Regions from separate parts of the Salmo salar genome. Here region 1 is linked to region 2. Evidence: chromatin contacts called from public Hi-C data. All regions are on one chromosome and are shown on one strand. The core of a region is the stretch at or near the end of the contact, and the rest is flanking DNA. Distances in the headings are between cores, read along the strand shown.

Region 1 (7,422 bases), core at 1,399-3,898, 84 kb after region 2:
CAGTACATCCCCAGCTCACACCTGTAGAGGTCTGTTTGGTCGTAAAAAAAAAAAGAGTGTCTGGTTCTTATTCAGCCCTATCAAAGCACTGAGCATCTAGTTGCAATACATTATTTGCAAACGCTCCGTCTCCGCTGTGAACACTAGCACTGTATGCTTTTCTGAAAGAAAGCAGACAGGAAAGTGTTTTGGAACACTCTGGGGCAATGCTCTATCATCGTTATCTGGCCAGCAGAGCACTGCATCTTGGTTAGGCAATAAGCTAGCGCTTAAGAGCGTTGGGCCTGTAACGGAAGGTCGCTGGTCCAAATCCCCGAGCCGACTAGGTGAGTAATCTGTTGATGTGCCCTTGAGCCAGGCACTTATCCCTAATTTTCCCTGTAAGTTGCTCTGGATAAGAGCGTCTGTCTGCTAAATGACTAAACTGTAGTAAGAAAAATAGGGCTGATGTCATGGCACAAATACGAGGCCTCAGAAGCACTAAGTGTTCGCCATAAACTTGGACCAGGGAAATGATTGGAGAAGAATTCAGGAGAACTGACCCCTTTGTAGCCCTCTTCTTCTCCCCACCTCTCTCTCTGGCTCTCTCTACCTCTGTCTCTCTCATGAGGTGAAACACGTACCAGATTTAACCATCTCCAGACCCCGCTGCTTCTCCATCTGCTAAAACTGAGGCAGGGAACTTAGCACAAGCACACACACAAGATTTCCCACTTCCCTGTTCCTATCACTGAGATTGAAGCATGTTTCAGATGTGAAGTACACAACACGCAATCAAGCAGGTTCTAATGGCATCCCACACTGTCACTTCACCAGTAAATTTGGAACCAGTGGCTCATTTTACAGCACAACAACAACTTCTGAAACAAAAGGCAAACAAGAGGAATTCCACAGGATGTGACTGCTTATTAGGGCTCCATAAAAATAGCTGTGGCAGTCCTGTAATCTTCTTTATTCTCATGCCGGAGTTTATGACACATTACGTGGGATTTGGGTTTTGTGTGTGTGGTCTGTTTTAGGCCTGTATCTTGGAATCCATCACATCTGAAGCCCCTCTTCGAATATAGAATTACGCTGCTTGCTTTTGGGCACCAAAAGCAGACAAGCTGAAATAAGTGAGAGCCTTTCTTCAAGGCTATTATACAGGGATCGATGTCTGTTGTACATCAACTAACTAGCATACATTTTTCTTCAAATTTTGGTATCAGGGCATGTGAGTGGGTAGATGAAATGTGGCATCATAGCTGTGGAATTTGCAGTGGTATTCAGCTCTTCCCCCCTGCTTCTATTTTACTTCCTCACCCTCTTCCTCCTCCCCTTTATTTAAAATAAAGTTGGACAGACAGCCATCACACGGTTTGGTTTCGCTAAATCAAGTGAGCTTTGACAATCCAGCATTGTACAACCAGTTTTGATTATGGTGCTTGCTTGATTGCTGGTTCTAAGCGTGAGTATGTGTGAGACATGGGAGGAGAACTGACTGTCATACAGCACAGTGAGTGAGTTGTGTCAGAGTTGGTTCTGAGAAACCGCAGCCCTGGTATATCCTGTTCAACTTCCAACTGTCAACTCAGACTCTCCTCTGTTGCCAAGACAAACCATATATAGGAAGTGTGTAGGCCGCTTAAATCTAAAACAAAATCCATAAGCACTGATAAGAATCCATCATATACTTGCCGCTCTTTTTGTTCAATATTCATACAATGTAGGTGGTTGAGTATATTAGGTCTTTTCAGAGTTTATAGGTACCACACTACCACCAAGCATTCATTTACATAAAATAATGTGTAGTCAGTGTCCATATGTAGGCTATTACAATGTGTTCAGCTTTCTCATAACAAGGGAGATCAATTAATGTGGTCAGGAATGGAATAGCAGTGAAATAGATGAAGCACAAGCACTGCCTGGAAACGTGAAGAAAGGGGTGTGTTTCAGATACGCATGTTAGTGTTATGTTGAATTGTATTGAATTGAATGCATAATAAAATATCTCAGTGAATATCCTCATTGTGATGTACAATCTACAACAGCCACATGCACATCGGTCTGGAAAGCCTAACTGCCCCAGTTAGAACTGGACATATTGACCACGTCAATACAATAGCCTAGGCTACATGTCAGTCAAGGCAGAGAACATGATCAATTTGAATTCGCCTTCGTTGGAATGAACTGATTGACTACTGGGAAATATGGTACGGTTTTTATAGCAGTTATTGCAATGTAGCTAATAAACATCCAGGCTTGGTTTGCAAGCACTGTTGAGTCTTCGGGGTATTTCCCACTATTGATAGCCACTGATAGACCGTTATCTGGGCTAATAAATAAAGCTCTGCTACTTACCCATAGCTCTGACCCCCAGCTCATGGTTCCAATGCGATTTCCTCGTAATAATCCACGATTCAGACGGGGTGTATCGATGGTAAACCACTGAGGCGTTTTTTTTTTTCAATTTTAAATCTTGCTTGCAGGCTGACTGTCTCTTCGTGAGCGCCCTCCGAATTTGTCCTTCCCTCCCCGGTGCGTAATTTTTTTCTTCTTCACCTCCTCATTCTGTCTTCTACAAAATGGCCAGAAGCCGCAGCGTAATCTTCAAACGGAGTATGTGGTGCTGCTGTTCGGTGCTGAGGGCGGGCACCGCAATGACAGCGGCGGAGGCGCGTGCACTCAGAAAACGCACAAGAGTTTACGTAGTGGGGGGTGGGGTGGGGGGGGGCGTTCGGAGCCACAGATGGTTGTTTCGTGTGACAATTGATAATCACGTTATGATATGTATTTTACACTGCGGTGACTGCCACCGATTTGCTCCTAAACCGTCCGTGTTTTGAATTAATTAACCATGATACTCATATGGAGTAACGCTAATAACAAATCATCATATTATTAATGGGCCATATAATATCATGGCCATTATCGAAGTTATAAAGGTTATGATGCATAAAGAATACTTCAAATGTATGTTGAAGTGTGATTTGGGTGTATTGTTCTGAAACAGGACGAATGTGATTAATCATTAAGACAACACTGCTCCCTGGTGTTAAAGTATTTTTGTGAAAAACCTTTCTACGCAATCTCCTATTGGCAGTGGTTATCGTGGTTATTGCTGGGAACCCGAAGTTATCTGTTCAGAGAGGCAGGTTGAGGGGATTTGGGGCATGGAGGAGGGTTTGTTGTATTACTATATGGATAACACAACGTCGTTTTATTGATCTGTGTGTCAGTGTCAGCAGAGTATGCTACCTTGTAATTTAGTCTTATAAAAAAAACATTATGCTAATGAGAGGAGGAAAGCAGTCCCAAGCTGGACAGAGGAGTGTGGGGCAATGGTGAGGAGTAGGAACAGGGCATTTAGAGTACTGAAAAGGATGCATAACTTTCAACATCTGATTCAGTGTAAGCAGGCCCTGGTGAGGAGAACTATCTGTCAGGCAAAGAGGTCATGTGACACCATTGGAAGGGCGACACCTGTGGGAGAAGTGTGGGGGATGATTAAAAGGATGAGTGGGGTTAGAAGGGAGTGGGATTATCCAGTGTTGAGGAGTGAGAAGGATGTGGCAGTGACAGATGAGGAGAAGGCAGAGATGATGGCCAAAGCGTTTGTCCAAGGCATAGCTCTGCAAATGTGTCAGAGGAGAGGCAGAGGGGGAGAGAGAACGAGAGAAGAGTGTCCTGGAGTGCTGGATAGGATGGAGGATGTAAATAATGCATTGAATGCACCATTTACCATGGCAGAGGTGAAAAGGGCAATAGGTAAGGCTGGGTTAACCTCACCTGGGAAAGATGAGGTGTGCTATGTTATGTTGGCCCATCTTAGTGATGAGGCACTGGATAAGGTATTGGTGTTGTACAACACAGTGTGGGAGGAGGGGAAACTACAAGGCAGCTGGAAGTAGTGGTACCAATCCGGAAGCCAGCGAAGGACCCAACGAGGCCAACAAGCTATTGGCCAATAGCTTTAACATCACATGTATGTAAGACTATGGAATGTATGATTACGGAGAGGCTAATTTACTTCCTGGAGAGCAGGGGGCTAGAATCGCCACATCAGACTGAGTTCAAGAAGGGAAGGGGAACTATGGACCCAGTGCTCTGCTTAGAAGCAGAGGTCAGGATGGCTCAGGTGAACAAGGAGACTGTTGTAGCTGTCTTTTTTGATGTGGAGAAGGCGTATGATATGATGTGGAAGGAGGGGTTGTTAATCAAGCTTGATATTATGGGGATAGAAGGAAGAACGTACAACTGGATAAAGGATTTCCTGTTTGGAAGGTCTATCCAGGTGAGGGTGGGAAAGTCACTATCAAGCAGCTACCTGGTGGATAATGGTACACCACAGGGGAGCATGATTAGTCCTCTGTTGTTCTCAATCATGATCAATTATGTTTACTCTCAGGTACAGCCAGATGTTGGGATGTCGTTATTTGCAGATGATGGGGTCTCATGGAACAGGGGAATAAATGTGCCATACATAGTCAGGAAGGTACAGGAAGCAATTGAGGAGGTAGAGCGGTGGGCATTAATGTGGGGATTCAGGTTCTCTGTAGAGAAAACTCAAGTGTTCTTTACCAGGAGGAAGGTGGGAGATGAGGTATGCTTGATGTTATATGAGAGAAAGTTGGAGAGGGTGGGGACCTTCAGGTTCCTTGGAGTGTACTTTTACAGTAGACTGACCTGGACAGAACACATTGAGAGAGTGGTGGGAAAGTGTAATAAGGTACTAAATGTGATGCGCTGTCTGACAAGGAAGGAGTGGGGAGCTGGGCGTTCCTCATTGAGGAGCATGTATGTTGCATTGATCTGATCTGTAATAGACTATGGCAGTATAGCGTATGGTTCGGCAGCCCGGACCTCATTGGAAAGGCTAAATGTCATACAGGGGCAAGGACTATATGTAGTGGGGTGTTTCGGACGTCCCCAGTGGCTGCACTACAGGTGGAGATGGGGGATATGCCATTGCAGATTAGGAGACAGTAACTGGCAATTAATTTTTGGGTCAACCTACAGGGACATGGGGTGTCTCATCCTGTGAAAGGGATTTTACAGGAATGCTGGGAACATGAGCGAAGACAGAACACAAGCTTTGAGTGGGTGGGTAATCCCCAGGCGAAGGAGATGGGACTGTATTGAAGGGAGTTTAGTCCAACGGTAGCTATTCCTGTAAATCCACCATGGCTACTCCCGCCTCCAGTAGTTCATCTAGAAGTGTTGGAGAGACTACAGAAAGATAGGGAGGGTGTTGATCCATCTGATTTGTTTAAGAGACATCTGGATACTGTGTATCAGGATTTTGTGGCCATTTACACAGATGGCTCAAAAGATCCAATGACAGGACGTACTGGGTCAGCATTTGTAGTGCAGGAATGTGGGGTGGAAGTCAGGAAACATATTACAGATCGTCTGGCTGTATATGCGGCGGAGCGGATGGCCATACTGTTGGCCTTGCAGTGGGTGGAGGAAGTCAAGCCACACAGAGTAATTATTTGCTCTGATTCATGTGCAGTGTTGATGAGTCTCCAGTCCTTTAGCTCACGTAGCAGACAAGACCTGCTTTATGAGGTGCTACAAACCCATTGCAGGATTAGACAAATTGGTATACAGATAAGATTTTCTAGGGACCCAGCCCGTATGGTGTGGTGGGGAACGAGGCAGTTGATGTACTGGCTAAACAAGCGCTTAGAAGTGGGGATGTTGAGGTTGTAGTTTCAATGAGCAAGGCAGAGGCAAAAAGCCTGATATGGACAGTGATGGTGCAGAGATGGCAGGAGCAGTGGAGGCCAGGCATTTTTTTCAAGTACAGAGGAAGGTCGGGGAGGGGAGGATGGCAGGAAGGGACAGAAGAGAGGAGGCTAATTTATATAAGATTAAGGCTGGGACACAGCCAGTTGAATAAGACCTTAAATGTGATAGGAAAGCATCCAATGGGAAAGTGTGATTATTGCCAGGAAACGGAGACCGTGGAGCATGTATTGCTACAGTGTGGGCAGTATCAGAGGGAAAGAGAGAGGCTGAGATCTAGTATGTGGGAGAGAGGGATACAGGAAATTAGTTTAAAGAATATACTGAGTAGAACGTCATTAGATATAGTCTCAAATAGTTTGTTATATTTTTTAAGAGAAACGGGGCTGGCAGGTATGATTTAGTTTCTCCCTGTCTCTGGCCCACACTCCAGTACAGTAGGTGGCGGTAATGCGCCATAACGTTGGATGCCAATCGCCGATAAACCCCACTGAAGAAGCGGACTTGCTGTACGCATTGTATAAGCACGGCGTAGATTTGATCCATAGTTCGGGGAATGGGAAATGGTGGTGAGTAGCACGGATGAAATGGAGGAAATTGAGAAAAAGTTGGTGAAGCAACAGCTGTGCTGGAACGCAAACAATATGGGTGTCAGTTGTGATGATATAGAGCAGGAGGATGAGGGACAAGGACCGGAATGGTCGGTAGTGGAAAGATAGGAAAAAGAGAGATCATGATACAGAAAGCAGTGGAGCATCTAGTAAAGAAAGCATGAAGAGGGCCAAGGTTGGAAGCAAAAGTACTTACGTGTTGGTGTGGAAAGTAGTGATAGTGTTTGATGAGACCACAGGGCCTCACTTGCACCCTATCCAACTAACTAATGCCGTAGAGAAAGAGGTAGGTGAAGTGAAATTATCTCGGTTAATTGGAAATGGTAGATTGTTAATATTGTGTGGTAGCCTGGCTCCGCAAGAGAAGCCATGTCCCTGGTGCTTATGCTAGATTGAGGAGAGTCATCACTGGGGTCCCAATATCTATGTCTATGTGAAGGGAGGCAGAGTGATTGAGGCCAAAAGGTTGATCAGTAGGAAAGAGGGTCAAAGAAGTGAAAGCTTATCAGTGATGCTGAGGTTTGAGAAAGTCTTGCCTGGAAAAGTACAGGTAGGATTCCTTAGTTTCAATGTTAGAGAACTTGTCCCATATGCACTGCAGTGTTTTAAATGACAAAGAATGTGGCGTGTCGCTGCTCAGTGTAAAAGAAAGAATAGATGTGCCAAGTGTGGAGGGGCACATGATTACGGCGAAGCAATGTGAAGGTTAAGTGTTGTAATTGTGGGGGAGAACACAGTGCAGCATTTGGTGGATGCCAGGTACAGAGAGAGGCTAGAGAGGCTCAGAGATATAGGATTAGTCATGATGTATCATATGCAGAGGCCGTCAAACAGATTGGTAGAACTACAGTGCGGACTGATGGAGCTTACATGGATGTACCTGTAGTAAGTGGACCTACTGTCGGGGCTGGTGCTTCTGATGGTCCTGGCATGGTTTTGAGGCCTGTTCAGAAATCTTGTGCTCATGAACTTTGATAATGAATAAAATTGTCTTCATAGATTTTATTGGTAAGGTTATCAATACGACTCGGGATGTGGAAAGCAGAAATGCCAGGTTGAAGGTTATTGCGGAGACAGCAAA
Region 2 (6,784 bases), core at 964-3,463:
ATAATGTTTCAAATTACCTGCCAATATAACATTCCATACAAACAATGCAGTCAACCTACAGCCATACCCAGGCTGAAATCATTTGATGATAGGACATAGACAAGTTGTAAATGCAACAAGTACTGTATCATATTATAACAAAGCTTTCCAAGAAAACAAACATTGGGACATTTATGGTCTATTTACATATATATTTTAGAGACTATTTATACAGGCAATTTTTATAAACCTGTGTAAATTGTATTTCTAATTATATGACAATATTTTAGGTTGACAATAATTCTATTACACAATTACTGATATATCAAATGCCTTACTTTTATTTTCCCGCATTAGTAAGGGCAGGTAATGCATCACCTATCCCTCTAGTGCCATTCATTCCAATTAGACTGGTTTGGATTTCTCCCTGACCACAATGGATGCGATAAAGAGGTCAATGGGGGGTAGACGAAGGACGCCGGATTGGCGCACATTCAACAAATCTGATCTAACAAAGTGGATATTCGTCAAATCCGTCAGGATTTATGTATTGTAACAGGCCCACAATGTGCTTACTTCAGTTAGATTTTTATATTTTGGGCTGTTTTCGCTGCATAACATTTAGAAGCTGTCCCTTTTCAGTTTTAGAAGACGTGACTGTTAAATGCTAACTCCCGTTCGTATAAGCTGGTAGCATAGCTAGCATACCTGAGCGGCAGGTAGACTGGCGGTTAAAAATGTTGGGTCAATAACCAAAAGGTTGCTGGTTCGATTCCCTGAGCCGGCAAGGTGGGGAAAATGTGCCCATCTGCCCTTTGAGCAAGGAAGTTAACGCCCAACTGCAACTGCTCCTTGGGCACTGATGACGGTGATTAAGGCAGCCCCCTGCACCTCTCAGATTCAGAGGGGTTGGGTTGAATGCGGAAGACACATTTCGGTTGAATGCATTCAATTGTGCAACTGACTAGGTATCCTTTCCCTACAGAAACCGGTGGTGGTAGTTTTTAACTGTAATGCAGTTGATTGGTGACGATGACATGAACATGTGTTGGGGTTGACATCCGTACAAGCAATTTACTCAAATTTTGACCTCAACATTGTATGAAATAGACATATAAACAATAGCCTAAATGTTGGTTCATTTTCCTGTGGGGCAATGAGGAGATTCAGGATGTTCCCCCATACATTACCATGGCATTTCCATTGTTTTGGTAGAGTTAGATTCACCTCTTTACCGCATGTATAGCTGCCATTTTCATGCCATTCTGGAACTTTGAGGGGTTTGACATAGCACCTCTAGTAATTTAATAGGATCTCTATGCGTGTGACCACAGTGATAGAGGGCTTCTTTAAGAGGCCTTGTGGATTACTGTGACACTGAGGTGCTGTGCAACTGAGCAGCTGTTTAAGCAGGGCAGGCAATATGGCCGCACGTTCCAGCTTGGGCAGAGCAGACGGCTCATGTTTGAACTGACTTCTCTACTGCTTTTAAAATTAGTTCCTAAAAGAAAAGAAAGTTTAACACAAAACTGATGTCTACGAGTATTCTTAACAACGTTAATATACACATACAAAAACAACAGAAATACTTCATCAATATGGATAATGAAAAGGAGTGAAGAGGATGTTGAGAGATTCATATTTAGCCCTATAAATCTTAAAACATAGGCAATCTCGTGCTCAATACGTGGCCCTGCCCGACCATAACAAAAACCTGACCTTTTCCCTTTCTTTCCCTTCATTCAAATGTTACAGAAAGGTCATAGAGGAATGAACTAATTTGAATCTGCAACATTAACAGAAAACAATGCTTCAGATATAGAACTACCCTGGCCTGCCAGTTTAGAAGATGGCCATTACTCCACTTCCTGTTCGGGAGATGTTCACTTCCTGCTAGATTTGCCCCACTTCCTCCTTCTCCTGACCTTCAATAATTTATCACTGAGAGAACATTGTTTTTACTACTACTACTACTACTATTGTTCCTTTGCTTTCACAGACATCATACGTTGTGGGTCGGGCTATGAGAAATATATGGCTCTAGTGCATTCTAACTGTTGCCCTTCAAAAGATACAAACATAAACAAACTTTATTAGTTGAGGCCGGAAGGAACACGTGAGCAGTTTAGCACGTTCTTGACGTCAAGAGGGAGCTCTGTTGGCCCCGTGGGCGTGACCTGGACAGGGATCATGGTTCTGGCTGATTTAGGAATAGAAACTCGACATGACACCAGATAGCTGCAGCGTGTGTGTGTGTGTGCCTGCAGATAAAGAGGGTGTGTTGAACCCCAGGGCCGTCTAAAAAAGCCCTGCTGCAAGCCAGGCCCGGCCCGTCAGACTCAGTGACTCAATCAGCCTATAACACCAGCGCAACGTCCTAATCAATATACTGTGACTTTTGACCTTATGCATAATCTTAACACGTTATACTGTTACTGAATTTCAGTTCGACCCAGATAGGCGGAAGGAAGGAAGTAATTATTGACTAAAGAACAAAACTTCTTCCAGTTGCTTATACTCTCCCTATTACTACATCTAGCAATGTATCTCATTGCATCATCATGGCAACTCTCCAAGGAGAGCTACAAGGTAGCAGGATGCCCACTCGTGTCTGTCATTGGGAGGGAGCTCTGATGACACTGTCATTGTGTGTGAAGCAGTTTTAGAGTTCAAAGTGGAGATTGAGGAAACAGGTTGGAGAGTTCATGAGTTTATGTCTGGAAAGACAGACAGACAGACGACTGAGTATGTGATTCCGCTAGCGCAGAACTATGGAAGCATGCTAGAGAAGCGGAACACAGATACAGACACAGGCAGAACGCCGTATGGAGGAGGCTGGAGGATAGACAGAGTTGTCCTAAATAGATTTGGACCAGCACATTTCATTTTAAGGTTGAGATGTTATCTCTGGAACACTGGGAAATCATGAAGATCTAATCGATAGCCAATTCAAGATTATTAAGAGATACCTGAAGAATTTAGGCCTGATGCCACCTGGAGTATAACCTCCCCCATACAGCGATGCCACAGAGCTAGGAGACAGGCGAGCACAAACACACACACACACACACACACACACACACACACACACACACACACACACACACACACACCGCACTCTCTCACGGACACACAACCACAAACACTCACAGCACGATACACACTTACCCCTCGCCTCAGGCTCCGGAGGCAAGTCATTTTGGGTTTGGAGGCCATGAACTCATTGAAGCGATTGGAGAGGGGCTCCTTGTTCTGCTTGGGAGACTGGGGGTCGTTGGGAACAGCAGAGGGTGAGGGGGGGCTGGAGGCTGGGGGGGCAGGGGGGGGCTGGTGCGGGGACGTTAACAGGGACATAAGCTACCAGTATGAGAGGGAGCCGTGACGGAGGACAAGAAGAAGAGGAGGAGGAGGAAAAGGGGCAGAATCAAAACGAGAGGACAAAAAAGGAAGGAGGGAGGAACACAAAACGAGATAAATAAGGGCCCAAATAATGTTAAAAACAGGTAACAGAAAAACCCAACGGGAACAAAGACAACCAAAAGAGATATCAAACACAAACAAACCCAGTGTCATAAGTAACCAGCTGTTATGTGGTATAATCTTGTCAGACAAACAAACGTGAAGTAAAAACAACTTGTCAAGCGATGGTCGTAACATTTCTAAACAGAGTGAGTCAGAAGTGTTAATAGAGTGTTATTGCAAGGTGCTGCAGCTGCCACACATTTAAACAGACAGCTTTACAGGAAGCACATGCAAGCTTCCATTTTGTAGCAAGTGTTTTTTTTGGGGGGGAAACGTCATCACATGCGAGCTCTTGGACTAGAAATTCACCATATCCTCCGAGATGTGACAGTGGCTGAATTTCAATCACAGAAACCTAACTTCTGCAATCCCAAACCACTTAATGCTCAATTAATGAGCTATCAGCCCTTTGGGAGCTAGAGAAAGATCTGCAATTTGTACTGACAGATTGCTTTGCTACTCAGCGAGAGAACATGCATGAAAGCGCTTTGGATACCCATCTTTTAAAACCAAAGTTAATGAAACGTAAATAAATCAAGTAAATGGTTTGCTGCTCTTTTAATTCAGAGAGGAGTTCTAGTTGGACATAGATATTCTATATATAGCAAAGACTAGGATCGAACACGTGTCTTCTGTATCGGCTCTGCTCTGATACAAGTCTCACATGTTTTTACTGTGCAGGTAGCCTACTTGTTAGAGCGTTGGGCCAGTAACTGGAAAGTTGCTAGATCGAATCCGCGAGCTGAAAAGGTAAAAATATGTTGTTCTGCCCCTGAGCAAGGCAGTTAACCCACTGTTCCCCGGGCGCCAAAGACGTGGAGGTCGAATATGACAGCCACCCGCACCTCTCTGATTCCCTGTATGTGTGTGTCTGTGTCCGTCCAGGACATTCTGTTCCCCTAAAGGCGTAGAATGCTTTGGTTAGAACGAGTGCGCTCGTATACTCCCATAAAAGATCTTCGCTTGAAAAACAATAGTACTGTTTGTCCCTCTTGGGATGCCGTAGCCAGTATACACTTTCTCAAAATAGTACGAATTAATCTAAGATAACTGAAAGAAATCTGTCATTAATTTTGACGTTTTGGCAGAGGAGCTCCTGGTCGCGCAATTTTACATCTAACTGAGATGTATGGTGCAGTATTTCTCAAGTGAAAAAATGTGCATGAAAATGAGTCGTCTCTCGTTGAATGACTTAATTGAAGAATCCCTTCTGTTGACCAATCACCGGTGAAGGGGCGTAGACTTCGGCTACCGAACTTGGGCTTGCCTCAAGAAAAAATATTGTGTGCACGAACAGCAGAAAAACATACCTTGCCGAAGACCAAAACAAACAAAAACGTCACAAAATGTCATAACATACGCTCAAACTGTTTGGGATGGGAAGCATCCGGACGCCTTTACACTCTCAGGGTACAGTATGTGCATGGCCTCACAAAAAGGGTAAGGACAAACACCCTGTCATTAGTTGTCCCTTACGCTTTAGAGTCTCATTAAGATAACACACTTACATTATAACAGGATGAACACCAAACAAACGACACACATCATGCTCAAACCGCAGGGAATCGGCGCTAGCGAGCGACATGCACACCCACACGCCACACACGCTCAAACCCTAGCTCTATCATGAAGTGACACCATTAGGTACGAATGGTGCCACTTCCAACCTTAGACCCTCATCCCAAATGGCCCCGTGTTAGACAGCCTAGCCGGACAGAACCAAGGGGCCGTGCTGTGGGAGAAGAGGCCATTCCAGACAGACCCCCCGGTGTAAGAGGAGGGTCAGTGAAGGAGACTGTTATTAGGCTACAGGACAGACAGTCAGTGTGCAGGGGAGTGAGTTCATCTGTCCGGCCCAGAGAGAGGGAGTGGAAAGGAGGAAGGGGGGAGGAGTGGTGGGACTCAGTTATGGAGGATGCATTAGTGGGTTGTTGTTGTTGTTGTTGTAACACGTTAAAGTTAAGAGTTGGTTGGTGGCTCAACGACAGTGAGGATGATGATGATGACCAGTGAGTAACCAGCGGGGGGGGTAAAGGGTGGCAAATAATAACACTGACAACACTACTAACGTACTGTAATCACAAAATCACTGCAAAATTACCAGAACGATAAATAACAACCCAACAGAACTATAATGACAACCCAAATGAAACATTAAAGTCACATTTTACTGTTATTTACTACACAGTAACACCAAGACCTACAACAATGTCCCCTGAAGTCTCGGATAATTATCGAAGCCCTGTTAAAGACAGTATGGCCAAAAACAGTGCACATTCTTGTCCTTTATTCTTGTACAGGGAGAAGGAAGTGAGGTCACAAAACCTACCCCCAAATCTAGGCTTGACCTTCGAGTATGTGTGTGAGAGAGAGTGTGTGTGTGTGTGTGTTACCTTGTTCTTGTTCTTAATGAAAGGCCACAGTTTGCCCTTGCTCTTGCCCCCGCTGGGTCGTTCCTTGGCCTCTCCTCGTGAGTTGGACAGGCTGGTTTCAGAGACCGTCCTCTTCATGGACTGGCCTGGCCCATAGTCCTCAAATTCTACGTCCCCCGGGGGCTCGAACCCAGACTTATACGACTCCACCACCTGCTTCGAGTCCTGGTGGGGTGGGGTTAGGTGGGGAGAGCGATAGTAGGGGAAATTCAGATCTTATGGCTAAACAAACATTTGGATATGACTGGATGGAGAAAAGATATAGACAGGATTGAAACACTGATCGAAATAAACAATTCTGTTCACTCTATTTCTATTCCTAAAACCAGATTGTGTTTTCCTCAACCAAGTCCAGAAATAGCATAGGACAGAAATGTTCTAGACCAGGAAAACTTGATTTGTTATTGTACTATTTCCAGTTGTTGTTATCAGTTCATTACTTCAGCTCAATCAAGATGGATGCAGAGGGTGACCGGAGGTCGAGGAGGCTCCACAGCCTGAACTGAGGAAGAGGGGAACGACCTGGAACTGTCACACAGGAGCTATGGTGAAAACACCAGACGTCAGGGACTGACAGTCAGGAAGCAGCTCATTAATCAGCAGGCTGTGAGGTCTTGATCTCTATCCTATCTATACTGATAAGGTCAAAGGTTAGAGGTCATCAGCCTGGCCGCTGCCCTGAGGTATATATGGTTCTGGTTAGAGAGGGTATGGAAGGGAGACGTTCCATGTGACTCTGTTATTCCTATTTCGTTTACTGGAAAAGGCAAAAGCACAAGCCTTAGCTTAGTCATCTCCCCTCCTTATCTAACCCACACACAAACACATCAAAAGCTGAAGATTTTCTATTG

The links. A called contact is a pair of places that touch in the nucleus more often than the background predicts.
Region 1: a Hi-C map of muscle shows a contact between it and region 2, with 7 times the contacts expected there. The contact joins the promoter of LOC106562963 here to the enhancer-like site in region 2. A contact is called at or near these places in 3 of 3 Hi-C or Micro-C datasets (blood, gill and muscle).

Annotation. Positions count from the first base shown.
Region 1 is chrssa11:67,806,739-67,814,160 of Ssal_v3.1, forward strand. LOC106562963 (formin-binding protein 1) reads right to left here and starts at 2,649. Exons shown (of 18, transcript XM_045689866.1): 1 at 2,341-2,649. The coding sequence starts at 2,364. It also overlaps a transcript of rexo4 not described here.
Region 2 is chrssa11:67,722,833-67,729,616 of Ssal_v3.1, forward strand. LOC106562963 (formin-binding protein 1) reads right to left here. Exons shown (of 18, transcript XM_045689866.1): 9 at 5,895-6,098; 10 at 3,148-3,336. Among protein-coding and RNA genes, the nearest start is that of LOC106562964, 22 kb to the left of the region's middle. Within about 2 kb of position 2,214, at least 2 of the 13 cell types and tissues checked have an H3K27ac peak or open chromatin away from gene starts, as enhancers often do. A contact at or near this core is called in muscle, where this site is marked.